Regions from separate parts of the Rattus norvegicus genome. Here region 2 is linked to region 1. The links are chromatin contacts, called in public Hi-C maps. All regions are on one chromosome and are shown on one strand. The core of a region is the stretch at or near the end of the contact, and the rest is flanking DNA. Distances in the headings are between cores, read along the strand shown. Region 1 overlaps Fbxo2 (F-box protein 2). Region 2 holds the start of Ubiad1 (UbiA prenyltransferase domain containing 1).

The links. A called contact is a pair of places that touch in the nucleus more often than the background predicts.
Region 2: a Hi-C map of Schwann cells shows a contact between it and region 1, with 6 times the contacts expected there. The contact joins the promoter of Ubiad1 here to the enhancer-like site in region 1. A contact is called at or near these places in 9 of 12 Hi-C or Micro-C datasets (Schwann cells, frontal cortex, hepatocytes and 4 more) and 1 of 1 datasets of contacts at active chromatin or transcription factors (oligodendrocytes).

What each region holds. Positions count from the first base shown.
Region 1 is chr5:163,879,363-163,886,005 of GRCr8, reverse strand. Fbxo2 (F-box protein 2) reads right to left here. Exons shown (of 6, transcript NM_053511.2): 2 at 6,513-6,643; 3 at 6,028-6,157; 4 at 5,863-5,958; 5 at 5,178-5,307; 6 at 4,498-4,977. The coding sequence ends at 4,843. Among named protein-coding and RNA genes, the nearest start is that of Fbxo2, 6.6 kb to the right of the region's middle. Within about 2 kb of position 4,310, at least 42 of the 93 cell types and tissues checked have an H3K27ac peak or open chromatin away from gene starts, as enhancers often do. A contact at or near this core is called in Schwann cells and prefrontal cortex, where this site is marked.
Region 2 is chr5:164,159,754-164,166,761 of GRCr8, reverse strand. Ubiad1 (UbiA prenyltransferase domain containing 1) reads left to right here and starts at 3,362. Exons shown (of 2, transcript NM_001107993.1): 1 at 3,362-4,193. The coding sequence starts at 3,665.

The DNA.
Region 1 (6,643 bases), core at 3,061-5,560:
TCCAACTGTGACCTGAACAAGCCCCTCCTCTCCTTAAATGGCCTTGGTCAGGTCTTTTGTTACAGCAACAAAACAGTAACTGACACACATGATGCATGGGCGTCTCCCAGAAGGGGTTGGTGAGCAGGTGGGATAAACCTGAGCTCTTTTGGGAAGGTGGGATTGAGACAAGGTTTCTCTGTGTAACAGAACTCTGGCTGCCTTGCACTGGCTTTGTAGACCAGGCTGGCCTGGAACTCACAGCACTCTGCCTGCCTCTGCCTCCCAAGTGCTGGGATTAACGGTGTGCACCACTACACCTACCCTGAACCTGAGCTCTTTTTTTTTTAAGATTGATTGATTGATTGATTATGAGTATACTGTAGCTGTCTTCAGACACACCAGAAGGGGGCATCGGATCCCATTACAGACAGTTGTGAGCCACCATGTGATTGCTGGGAATTGAACTCAGGATCTCTGGAAGAGCAGTCAGTGCTCTTAACCACTGAGCCATCTCTCCAGACCCTGGACTCGAGTTCCTTACATGGAAACCAGCACAGGAGTCCTTAGCCTGTGCCTGTTGCTGCTGCAGTGACAACACCATCCATCACTGCTACCATCCAGTCATCTGGTGTTCTCTGGAAATGTGACTTCATGGGCAAGTCTGTAAACTGCTGCTATCCAATCCCCCATTCCCAGCAACTTCCTGTCCCTACAGGAAGCTCATATCGCCCCTTCTCCCTGGAGTATTCACACCATGTAGCACAGTGCACAGTGAGTCCTCAGGAGAGCCTCAGGGCTAGCACCTGCATCTCTAAGCTCATGTCAAACTGTGTGCCCACTGCTCCAGGCGTGCCGGCTGCTCTCCTGGGATATGTGTGTGTACGTAAGTTCATTTCCACCCCAGGGCCTTTGTGTTTGCTGCTTCTGTGGCATTGTTCTCCCAGGCCTCTGTATGACTGGGACCTCCTCATTGTCTTCAAAGGTCCCTTCACAGAGATCCTTCCTATGCCCTGGGCCAAGCAACCCTGTCACCCTCAGTCCTCCTTTGTTGGCAATGCTGTGGAGACCAGGTCCCTGAGTAGCTGGGTAGACTCCTTCTGTGAAGGGCTAGAGGACTGTGTGACCTCGGGGAAATTGCCCGGCTTGTCTGTGCTCTGTCTCACTCATAAAAAAGAAAAAATAGAAATAACATGGACTGGAGAGATGGCTCAGCACTTAAAAGCACTTGGTGTTCTTCCAGGGGACTCAAGTTCAGTTTCCAGAACCCACATCAGGAGGCTCACAACTAATGGTAACTTCCTCTCCATGGGGTCGGGTGATCTCCTCGGGTCCCTGTACACATGCGGCTTATACACAAAGAGACGTATACACATACACTTACGGGAAATAAAAATTGATCTTTAGAATAATTTTTGGGATGGAGAGATGGCTCAGCGGTTAAGAGCACTGACTGCTCTTCCAGAGGACCTGAGTTCAATTCCCAGCAACCACATGGTGGCTCACAAACACCTGAAATGGGATCCGATGCCCTCTTCTGGTGTGTCTGAAGACAGCGACAGTGTACTCATATACATAAGATAAATAAATCCTTAAAAAATAATTTTTTATCCTTTTTGCTATTGTTTTTGATTTGGGGTTTTCTGGGGGAGGGGTTGTGGTTTTCTATCTTGTATTGTTTTGAGACAGGGTCTCATTGTGTAACTCTGGCTGGCCTAGAATTCACTGTGTAGAGATCACATTGGTCTCCAACTCACAGATAGTTTGCCCCCAGAGTGTTGGGTTTAAAGATATATATCACCATGCCCAGACATTAAAAAAACTAATTTTCGCTGAACATTGGTGGTTCACCCCCTTTAATCCCAGCATCCAGAAGAAGCAGAGGCAGATGGATCTCTGTGAGTTTGAGGTCAGCCTGCTCCACAGAGTGAGTTCCGGGACAGCCAAAGTTACACAGAGAAAGCTTGGGGTTGGAGGTGGGGGAGTGGGGGAGATGACAAAAAAGAAAAACCGAACAAAACCAAAGTAAGTAATTGTCCACCTTCTGCTGCTGTTCTGAGTCATTGACACATGCAAAGCTCTTAAAGGGCGCCTGCTGTGTAGGGGGAGTGCTGACCACTGGCTTTATTTGACTGTTTGTAATCCTGTTTCTCCTCTACAGTGCGCATTCCAGCAGAGACTGACTGAGATCCCTGCCTGACACATAGTAGAAACTCGATACATATTAAACTTGTTAAAAAGAGAACTGAGAGAGAACACACACACACACACACACACACACACACACACACACACACACACATACACATGAGCCCTTGGGTGCCACCTGCTGGCCGACGCATGGAATTTCCCTTGAGGAACGCTGACCTCAGCTCCCCTATGAGCCTCCTCTCTGCCCTCCAGGGTGGGTTCTACCCAGTTGAGGATTAAGAATGAACTTTGGAGGGGTCAGGTGCTGGAGAGATGGCTCAGTGGTTAAGAGCACTGACTGCGGGGGCTGGAGAGATGGCTCAGTGGTTAAGAGCACTGACTGCTCTTCCAGAGGTCCTGAGTTCAAATCCCAGCAACCACATGGTGGCTCACAACTATCTGTAATGGGATCCGATGCTACAGTGTACTTATATATAATAAATGAATAAATCTTTAAAAAAAAAAAGAGCACTGACTGCTCTTCCAGAGGTCCTGAGTTCAATTCCCAGCAACCACATGGTGGCTCATAACCATCTGTAATGAGATCTGATGCCCTCTTCTGGTGTGTCCGAAGACAGCTACAGTGTACTCACATACGTAAAATAAATAAATAAGTTAATTGACAAGAATGAACTTGGACCGCAGTTCCCCAGCGGGAAATGTATTTCTATGTTCATTCTGGTTGCCACTTGCAGTCTCCGTTCATCTCGGAGTAGACAGTAAGCACCCTATGCCCCAGAACTCACACTCCACCTCCTGACTCCCACATCTCAGTCAGCCAGCTGGTCTCCCGACCCACTGAATTTAACTGTCACCCTACCCTTCATCCCTCGGGGCTCTTTGGTGGATTCCTGACCCTCCAGAAGCCATTTTTTTTTTTTTGCCTAGAGGCAGAAAGGCTGACCTCAGAGCTTTGGGCTCCCTCCTCTGAGACAGGTAGGCTACACACACACACATCCCAGTCCTTTGCCCTAAAGCTCCACCTGACCTAACATTTATTTCAGCCCAGGAGCTCCTGAGTTCACACTTCCTCCCACTATGCTGCGCCCAAGGTCACCAATTGCTTCCCTTATGGTTAGCAACTAAGGTGGGTATGGACCTTGCCTTCACCACAGACTTGGGGTTCCTTTAGAAAGGACTGGGGTGAACGGGGAACTGGAGAGTTTGGAGTGGGACTGGAGAGATGACTTGGAGGTTAGGAGCACTTGCTGTGATTCCAGAGGAATCATGTTCAGGTCCCAGCAGTTACGGCAGGCTCATAACCACCTGTAATTCCAAATGCGGGTGATCTGATGCTTTGGGGGGGCACCAGAACACATGTCACACACACACATACACACGCGCACACACGCACGCGCGCACACATGTAGACCCGGAAGACCCAACACAGAGACTTAGCAATTAGACAGAAGGGTCACAGCACCACCAAGGCAAACAAACCTCAGCTCAAGCGACTGCCCCACCTCACCAGCAGGTGGCACCAAACCTCCGAATAAAAGATGAAAGCAGAGCGGGAGGTGGGTGTGTGTGTGTTGCTATATTAGAATACCAGTGACAAGACCTCTCCTCACCCCCAGTCAGCCATGGAGCATTCTGGGAAGGAGCTGGGATGCTAGAAAGCAAGTAGCCTAAACCTACAGCTTAACACACTCTTCCCACAGCAGTATGGTGCAGGGAGCCAGCTTGTAGATAAAACCAATACTATCCTGGCCAGGAAAGTTAATATGAATCAGAGATGAATAAGAAGAGTAGCCAAGGGGTTGGGGATTTAGCTCAGTGGTAGAGTGCTTGCCTAGGAAGCACAAGGCCCTGGGTTCGGTCCCCAGCTCCGAAAAAAAAAAAAGAAGAGTAGCCAAGATTCTTCCTCCCAGTGTCGTGTGTGTGTGTGTGTGTGTGTGTGTGTGTGTGTGTGTGTGTGTGCGCGCGCGCGCGCGCCACAGCCTTCATCTCTAGGCCCAAGAGAATGTGTATCCAGACCTGTTGGGGTCCCTGCCAAACTGCTCCAGAGAGGGGTAGGAACAACGCAGCAAGACATAGCCTAACTACTGGGCCAAGAGGGACAGTTGGGCAGGCACCCCACACTCCTTTACCAAGCCCTGTTGTGGATTCTGGGCAGCTTGGATGTCCTCAGGCGCCAGGCTCAGCCAGCCCCTCCTCAGACTCACAATCCTAGCCTTTGTCCGCTGGTCTGCACAGGCTCAGCTGGCCCCACACCAACCCAAGAGCCCCTGGAAACCGGAGCAGCTGGACTGCCACCAAGTACTTTTCCAGGCCGGGCCAGGGACCCTGGGGAGACCGAGAGCGATGAGGAGGCGGGAGATGTCCATTCATCTGCGCTTCCATTGTTGCCTTCTTTGGACAAATATTTATTGAGTGCCCACTCTGAGGCAGGCACAATGCTAGGTGCGCGGGATCCAGCAGCAGCCCCATTCCCCCCTCGGATCGGATCGTACATTCTAGAAGCGACTGCCCATGGGGATGCAAATGGAAGCCATCCCACAGTAAAAGCAACAAATCCTTCTCTCCCCTCGGGGACCAGACTGGAGGAAGGGGCGGGAGAGAGGCAGGTGCAAGGCGTAGACGAGGCAGGTGAGGACGCTACCAACTAAATTAAGGCCATTCTACTCCAGGATTCTGCCCTAGAGGGCAGATGGTGGGGATAGGGGAGGTCCCTCAGGGTTCCACCCACACGCTACTGTTGGTCACCCGGGCCCCGAACCAGCCCTTCCAGTAGACCGAGTCCTGCCCTCCGTGCTCGAAGCGGACGTAGCGGACGCCTGGCCCGTAGTCGGTGAAAGTGTGGGAGATCTGGGGGTGAAAAGGTACCGCGTCAGCCTCAGGGGTCTAAGGCTGTCCCCTGCCGTCCCACTCGGGCGCAGCGCCTCGACCCTAGCTCTGATTGTGGGCTAACGGGGACCACACTCTCAGCGTCCAAACGCTGCGGATGGGGTTTCCACACGCTCCACCCGGAATGTCCCATCCCTGCCCCCTCGGCCCAGCAGGATCACCTCCATCCAGCTGCCATCCTCTGGCACAGCCACCTGTCCCGTATTGAACTCCGCCAGCACATCTTCATGCTCCGACAGCAGCCTCACAGTGAGCTCATACAGGCTGCCGGCATCCGTGCGGCCCGAGTACCTGCAGGGGAGTGCGGGACACAGGGCCCACCTGCTCAGAGCCTCACTCTGCCAGAGATCTCTTAGGCCCAACCCAACATCCCTGCCGGGCCAGTGTCCCGCAGTGTGCCCATTTCACAGATAAAGAAGCTGTGGCCACAGAGAAGAGGAGGCTGGGCCTGCAGAGCCAAGCTCAAAATGAGCCAGACCAAACCTTGGAACCAAATCCATCCTAGGGGGTACACATTGTAGGGACGGTCACACGGACACAAATAGGAATGTGTGTGTGTGTGTGTGTGTGTGTGTGTGTGTGTGTGTGTGTGTGTGTACACGTAGGAGGTAAGCAAGCCTTAAGTTATTAGTAATATCCTTGCCTTGACTTAAACGCGGGCATATGCACAACCTGTTCGCTAACATTTTAAACTCAAGGGAGGAATAGCATCCCACCCGTTGCCAACCCTTGCAGACCCGTGTCCCACGTGGCCACGACACTGCAAGTGTGGCAAAGGGCCAATCCTTCCACTACCACCATTTCCCCTTCCCCTCCAGTCCCGAACCCACCCTAACAGCTGCTCACCAGTCCTTCACCACGATGGCGGGCTGGGTGGTGTCCAGTAGCTCCTCCCAGTAGCCCTCAGCCTGCAGATCAATGACCTGCGCTTTGCGACACCACCTGGGGGAACAGGCGTCAGGACCCGGTGGGCCCCGCTTTCCCCTCCCACTCCCCCTTGCCCCTTCTTACTCGAAGGAGGAGGCGAAGTACTTCTTAACGCTGTCGTCGTGGGTAAATTCCACCCCACTGTCTCCGGGCAGTTCCTCCACTCTCCAGCCGTCCCCACCGTGCTCCACGTCGCACCAGCCCTCCAAGTCCTCTGTAGGGATACGACAGCCCCACCCTGGTCACACAGCCCCTTGCTTGAGGCTGGCTCTTGCTCTGGCACTGGGAGTCAGAGTGGGCATGGGTACTTTCTCAAGGTCTCAGTGGGCAGACGACGAGTGACGGGAATGTAGGCACCTCCATTCTACCCCAGACTCAGTGTCCACAGGACCTGTCTTGCCCTAGTTCACTGAGAGTGGATGCCCTGGGAAGAGATACCCAAGGAAGAAGAGGGATATTCCAGGCTAGACCTTGCACCAAGTGCTTCATATCATTTAACCTTGAAGCGGGCTGGCACCGAGGGCGGTTTTCTAGAAGGGACAGTGGGCATCCAACTGTGTGGCCCTCACCTTCCCCACACGGGTTACGCAGCAGGTTGCGCCTCCTCTTGCTCAGAAAGTAGAACTGTTGCCAGTGGTCCCGCTCGTCATCAGCGCTGCCCTCAGGCACCAGCCCCTCCTGCTGACACTTGAGCAGCCAC
Region 2 (7,008 bases), core at 2,113-4,612, 280 kb before region 1:
AAATACTAATAAGGTAAAGATTTCCAATGAGTTAAAAAATGTTAAATGTTTTAAAATTAAAAAAGGAAAAATGCCCCAAAGTACAAGTTAGACAACGCTTTATAAGACATTGATACACTTCCTAGATATTAAATTGGAGAAATGCCAACTAAAATGTAATGAGATTTGAGGAAGGCACACTTATTAGTTGTACAGTAAAAAGAATTGTTGAAGAAATAAGATTTCAGAATATATCTACGTGCCAGATAGGTGCTCATGGGTGGCCAAGGAACCAAATTGGCAGGTGACCTAAATCCTTTTCCTTGTCACTTTTGGTTAAGGTAATTTATCCTGAAATAAGGCGTTCCTCTGTAAACTGCATTTTCTTCACTATGTCTAACTTTTTTTTTTTTTTTAAAGACAGTGCCTTGCTACACATCCCTGACTGCCCTAAAACTTTGCTATGTAGAGTTCCAGGTGAGGCTGGCTTCCAATGGAATGAACTGGGTGCAGCAAAGAAATCAAAACAAGCTGCCCCATGGGTGGAAAAGGGGAAAGTTTATTTCAAACTGCCAAGGCTGTTTCTTGGGAAAGCAGAGAGAAGCTGGCGGGGGTGGGGTGGGGGGTGGCCATGTGGATGATTTATGTGATGTGGATGGATGGATCTCCAGGGTTATATGGGATGTGTACCTGGGAGAAAAGGAGTCTGGGAGCTGCCAGGAGGGGCTGATGAAGTCTGGAGGCTAACTTCACACCTCAGTCATATGTTAATGGACAGCCACACCTTTTGCCAGAGATAATCAGAATAAGACTCTTTTTAGCAAGTAGGTCCTGTCTTTAAGCTCCTAAGGGAATACTGGTTTTTGTTTAAATGCCAGACTTTGGGGAAAGGAATTTCTCAGGACCTCATACAGACTGCTGTGACCCGCCTCTGTCTGGCCCGCTACCCCCCATCACGGCCCCTTCATCTGAGCTGAGATTACAGGTTTTCACCTCCATGCCCAGCCTCATCTTGATTTTACATTGTTTCTCTTTCCAGTCTTTTGAGACACCTGGTCTCACTAGGTAGCCCTGACTGTCCTGGAACTCACTATGGAAACCAGGCTGGCCCCTAACTCACTGAGATCCTCTTGCCTGGGCTAAAAGGCGTGTGCCACCGTGCCTGGCCTAACGACAGTGTGTTTTTTTCATTTTTTTTTTCAATAATTTTTTAAATTCACTTTACAGCCCGATCACAGCACACACGCGCACGCGCGCGCACACACACACACACACACACACACACACACACACACACACACACACACGCTCCCCGCCTCCAGTCTGTGTATTTAATCAATTCAAGGACCCAGCTCTCAGGAGGCAGAAGCAAGTGGATCTCAAGAGTTCCAGGCCAGCCAGGGTTACATATTACATAGTGAGGCCTGTTAATCCTGCCGGGGGGAAAAGGAGACAACTATGAAATTTCGAGACCGATTTGAAGCAAATTTGATTTTGTTAGGGTACACCCAAGAGCTGCCAGGGACTGCCTCCTAAATCAGGTTAAAGGGAGAGACCAGTCCTGAGAGTCTTTTCTTGAGCCCCTTTTAAAGAGTAAAATCACAAGTGTGTGTGTGTGTGTGTGTGTGTGTGTGTGTGTGTGTGTGTATACATATATATATATATATATATATATGTATACATACATATCTGTGTACTTGATATTTCTCCAGTGTGATGCATAAGAAACCAATATTATAATTTAAAAACATTTTGAAATTAATTGGATACCTTGTTAACAAGTATTTATACATCTGTAATCCTGGCGCTTAGACAACCGAGGCAGGAGGATCTTGAGTTCCAGGCTACATTTGCTGCTGTGTCAAAAAAGTAAGAGAGGGCCAGCAAGGGAGCTCAGGGATAAAGGCACTTGCCATCAAACCTGAAGACCTGAGTTCAAAGCCCAGAGCCGTGGTGGTGGAAGGGGAGAACCCAGCCCTGTGACTGGTCCTCCGACTTAGCATTTGTGCACCACACCCCCAACAAAGAAATGTTTAAAGAAGCAAAGTAACATTAAAATGTAAAATGTAAAGTAAGTAGTGGAGAGGAAGCTCACTCGTGGAGTACTTGGTGTTCTTTCACAGGCCCCAGGTTCAGTTCCCGTGTCTGGTACTTCACAACAGCCTGCAAGGCGTAGGGTTGAGATGGTAGATTATCTGCCTAGCGTGTGGAATCCCCAGCACCACACACAATACCTCGTGTGTGGGTGGATGCTTGCAATACCAGCAATCAGGAAGAAGTTCAAGGTTGGGTCGGACTTTCAAGGTCATTATGGGCTACACTGCCAATTTCCAGACAGCCTGGGCTAAGTACCCTGTCTTTTTATTACTGGATTTTATGTCGATGGGTGGCTTGCCTGCATGTATATCTACTGTGATCTTGCATGTATGCAGGCTTGGTGCCTTTAGAGGCCAGAAGAAGGGGCCAGATCTCCTGGGAATGGAGATACAAAGAGTTGTGAGCTCTTAGGTGGGGTAGGACTCGAACCCTGCTCCTTTGGAAGGGCACCCCAGTGACCTTAGCCACTGAGCCATCAGCCCTGGCCCTGTCTCCAAAAACAAAACAAAAAAAATCTTGTAGGTCTTTACATCTCAGTACACAGAAAACTTCCTTTTCCTTCTTTACAGCTATAAATGCATATTCCATCACATAGTAACCATACTTCATTTTCCAAGCTCGTTGTTTATGAATCCTTCTTTTTTCTTCTTCCCGTCTCTCCTCTCGTCTCGTCTCCATTTCCTTCCCATTCCTCTTCCCTTTCCTCTTCACCATTTCCTTTTTGCAGGGTGTAGTGGCATACACCTTTACTCCTAGCTCTCAGGAGACAAGAGGAAGGCTATCTCTGGGTTCAAGGCCAGCCTGGTGTACAGAGGGACACCAGGACAGCCAGGGCTACACAGAAAAACCTTGCCTTGAGAAACAAAAAGACAATCTCATGAAGCTTGGGTTGACCTCAAACTCACTATCTAATAAGGGATTAAGGGATTGTCCTTGAATTCTCTTCCTGTCGTCATCTCCCAAGTTAGTTTGTAGGACCACAGAGATGAACCACCAGCTCAGCATGTGCACACTATGACCAAAGTAGGATTTATTGGGGGTAATCTCTCCCTCACAATGAGTCTTATTTCTTATTTTAGTAAGTGAACCTGCCCAGTATAACGCAAAGCGACACGCCCTGAAATTCTTGGAGTGCTAAAACAGTAGGTTTTTTTCCAGTGACTTGCTTGCTCTTAGAACCCGCGCTCTGACCTTTGACCACGCCCTTCTCTGATCACGCCCCTCGCCGGCCTTCACCCGGCCCTGCCCACCCAGGCCTGTGTTTCCCGGCCGGCCTCCTGAGGCCGACGCACAAGATGGCGGCGCCGATGGCCCGCTGGAAGTTGCGGGCCGAGGCCGGCTATTGAGTTGTGGCACAGGGAAAGGGACCCCAGACAGGTCTCGCTCAGGTGACAGGTGAGCGGGCAGCGCCGCTGACCCCGTGACGGTGCATGGCCTCCTCGTTGCTGTCTCCAGTTTTTACCGCCCCCCAAACCCTGCCCCGGGGCGGAACCAAAGGTCAGGCCAGTCTGTCCCGCCTATCTTCGTCTCGGGGCGGTTCCCGTGAGTGGCTCACTTTTAGAATTGAGTTTAGCCACGTGTAGCTTCCATGGCTGCGGTACAGGCCCCGGGGGAGAAGATTAATATCCAGGCAGGAGAGACGACCCAGGTCGGGGACACGGACCAGCAGAGGAACGACTGGCCTGAGGAGGACAGGCTTCCAGAACGATCCTGGAGACAGAAGTGCGCCTCCTATGTGTTGGCCCTGAGACCCTGGAGCTTCAGTGCCTCACTCACTCCTGTGGCCCTGGGCAGTGCCTTGGCCTACAGATCCCAGGGTGTCCTGGATCCCAGGCTGTTGTTGGGTTGTGCAGTGGCCGTCCTGGCTGTGCACGGGGCTGGCAATTTGGTCAACACTTACTATGACTTTTCCAAGGGCATTGACCACAAAAAGAGTGATGACAGGACTCTGGTGGACAGAATTTTGGAGCCCCAGGATGTTGTTCGATTTGGAGTCTTCCTCTACACCTTGGGCTGTGTGTGTGCTGCTTACCTCTACTACCTATCCACCCTGAAACTGGAGCACTTGGCTCTCATCTACTTTGGAGGCCTGTCTGGCTCCTTTCTCTACACAGGAGGTAAGAATCGGCCTGTTTCCTGCTCTGAGGTCCCCAGTTGCCTGAACTGGAAACTGCCACTTTCCGTAGGAATTGTAGAAGTGTCAAAGACGCCTTACTAAGGTAGGCCGCTTGACTGGTGATCAAAACTGTCTGTATTGTGGGTACTTTGAAACCTTAAGTTGTGAAGATTCTGGCTTGGTAGTGAACATTACTCACCCACTGAAGACACGGCTTAGCCTTTAAGATCTCTTACGGTAGGGAGCTGGAAATACCCCTACAGTTGGCCGAACAGTTAAGAGCACTGACTGCTCTTTTAGAGGCCTTGAGTTTCCTAGCAAACACATGGTGTCTCACGACCAACTAAAATGGGATCTGATGCCCTCTTCTGGCATGTCGGGATACATTGCAAACAGAGCATTCATATACGTAAAATACAGAAATAAATAAACCTTGATACTTACCTGGCAAGGGAGATGGCATGATCTCAAAGGAGTTCAAAGGCTGAGGCTTATCTGTTGCAGTCCAATATGCTGATCCCTGTGATTTCCCCAAAGATGGGAACTCAAAGGCAACTGTACCTAAAAAACTGTGTGTGTGTGTGTGTGTGTGTGTGTGTGTGTGTGTGTGTGTGTATTATTGCTCTTATAGAGGACCCAGGTTCAGTTCCCAGGACCCATGCTGACAAACATTTAACTTTAGCTTCATGAGATCCAACACCCTCCTGGAGCCTCGGCGGGCATCAGCACACATGTGCACACACACATCAATACAATTCTTAGAACAACCAAAAAAAAAAAAAAAAAAAACCCATAGCGTGGGCTGGCAAAATAAGATAATGGCCCCCACCACAGAGCCTGGTGACCTGAGTTAGATCTCCAGGATTCATAGGTTAGAAGGGGAGAACCAACTTATGAAAACTGTCCTCAAAACTCTTACGCACCCACTCAAAATAAAAACGGCAATGCGTAATAAGAAGGCATAGTATGACAACTATGTAAGTTACTAACGTCGTCATTTAGTCTGTCTTTCTGCCATCTTCCCTTTCAGTCTTTTGGGACCATTGTGTGTCTGGTCCTTCACTAACTGAAGTGTGATGCAGTGCGTAACCAGGTGTAAGAGGTGGTAAGTGCCATGGCGCAGGGCAGAGAAGGGGACAGGTGACTGCTTTAAGTCGTTTGATTGGTATGATGGCAGTGAGAGATGGTGGAATTGGTCATGGGATGCCTGCGAGTAGAACTCTAGGTAAAGGGAGCCGCAAGGGCCAAAGCACCTGCGTAATAGGAAGAAATGCACTGTGTGCACGGGGGAAGCAGTCCAGGGGTGTAGAAGAAGAGAGGAAGACGTGTCTGGGTAGGGGTAGGCAGGCTTGCAGGCTGTATAGGCCCTTTGGGCTCATGCACGTCTTTACCCTGAGGCGCAGGAGCCATTGCAAGGCAGTGAACAGCAGTATGGAGTCATGGTTTGAAAGAATCTCTCTGGCTGGGATTAACAGATGAGCATGGTGGACAAGGGTGGGAAACAAAGGCCCAAGTCAGAGGCCGTGAGCAGTCCAGGCAAGATGTTCAGTGGCTTGCATCGAGGTGGTGGCCACAGGAAGGTGAGCCAGGTTCCGAATGGACTTTGGAGGTAGACAGCGTTGGCCAGTGGACTGGATCTTAGGTAGAGACACCACAGAATTAAGCTTGACTCAATCAGGTTTGGCCTGAGCCACTGGAAGGGTACAGTTGATGTTGTCCTGCCACACAGAGGAGAAAGGCAAGACTTGGAGGGAAGTCAGATCGACTCTGGACATCCTAATGTCTGCTAGAGCTCCAAGTGGAGATGGGAGAGGGTAGTTGGATAAAGCAGCCAGGGGTAAGGAGGAGACTTGGGCTAAAGAGACAGATATTTGGAAATCATTGGCTTATAGATAAAATAGGGTTGGTCAGATGGTTAGAGAGAGTGTTGGTAAAGAGCACAGGACCTCCAGCCTAAGAGGAGGGAAGATGAGGCCCATATAAAGGAGACTGAGGGAGTGGGAGGAAAATAAAAGACAGTAGTTGCCCGCAGCCAGGTGTAAAGTTAGGGCAATTCAAAAAGTTGAGGCAGCTAGGCCGTGGTGGAGTGTGCCTTTAACCCCAGCACTTAGGAGGCAAAGGCAGACAGATCTTGAGTTTGAGGCTAACCTGGTCTACACAGTGAGTGAGTTCCAGGATAGATAGGGCTACACAGAGAAACCCAGTCTCAAAAAAAAAAAAAAAAAAAAAAAAGACCAATAACAAAAAATGTCTGAGGCAGAGGCAGGCAGATCTGTAATACCTACATGGGAGAATGAAGCAGAAAGTTTCATGTAAGTCACACAAACACTCACACACACACTTGAGGATAGCCTTAGTTACATAGTGAGGTTCTGCCTCAAGAAAAAAAAAAAAAGTTAAAGGAAACCTGTAGGCCGCTGTGGTAGAAAGTGTAAGGGCTGTTGAAGGAGAGCCTTCTGTGTTCCTCAACTTTCCATTGCTGTGTCAAACACCTGAAATAATCAGCTTATTGGGAGGAGAGGCTAATTAGCCTAGAGGCTGCCAGTTTACGGTTCGTTGGCCTATGACTCGGTGTTCATGGCTGGGATCCATGCTGAGGAAGTCTAGTTATCTTTTGTCTGGGAGCGAATAGAGGAAGAGGAGTAGGCTAGATCCAGGTCCCAGTGTCTCCTCCACGTACACATCCCGTGACTGGAACCCCCTACTCTTTTTTTTTTTTTTTTTTTTTTGGTTCTTTTTTTCAGACCTGGGGACCAAACCCAGGGCCTTGCGCTTCCTAGGCAAGTGCTCTACCACTGAGCTAAATCCCCAACCCC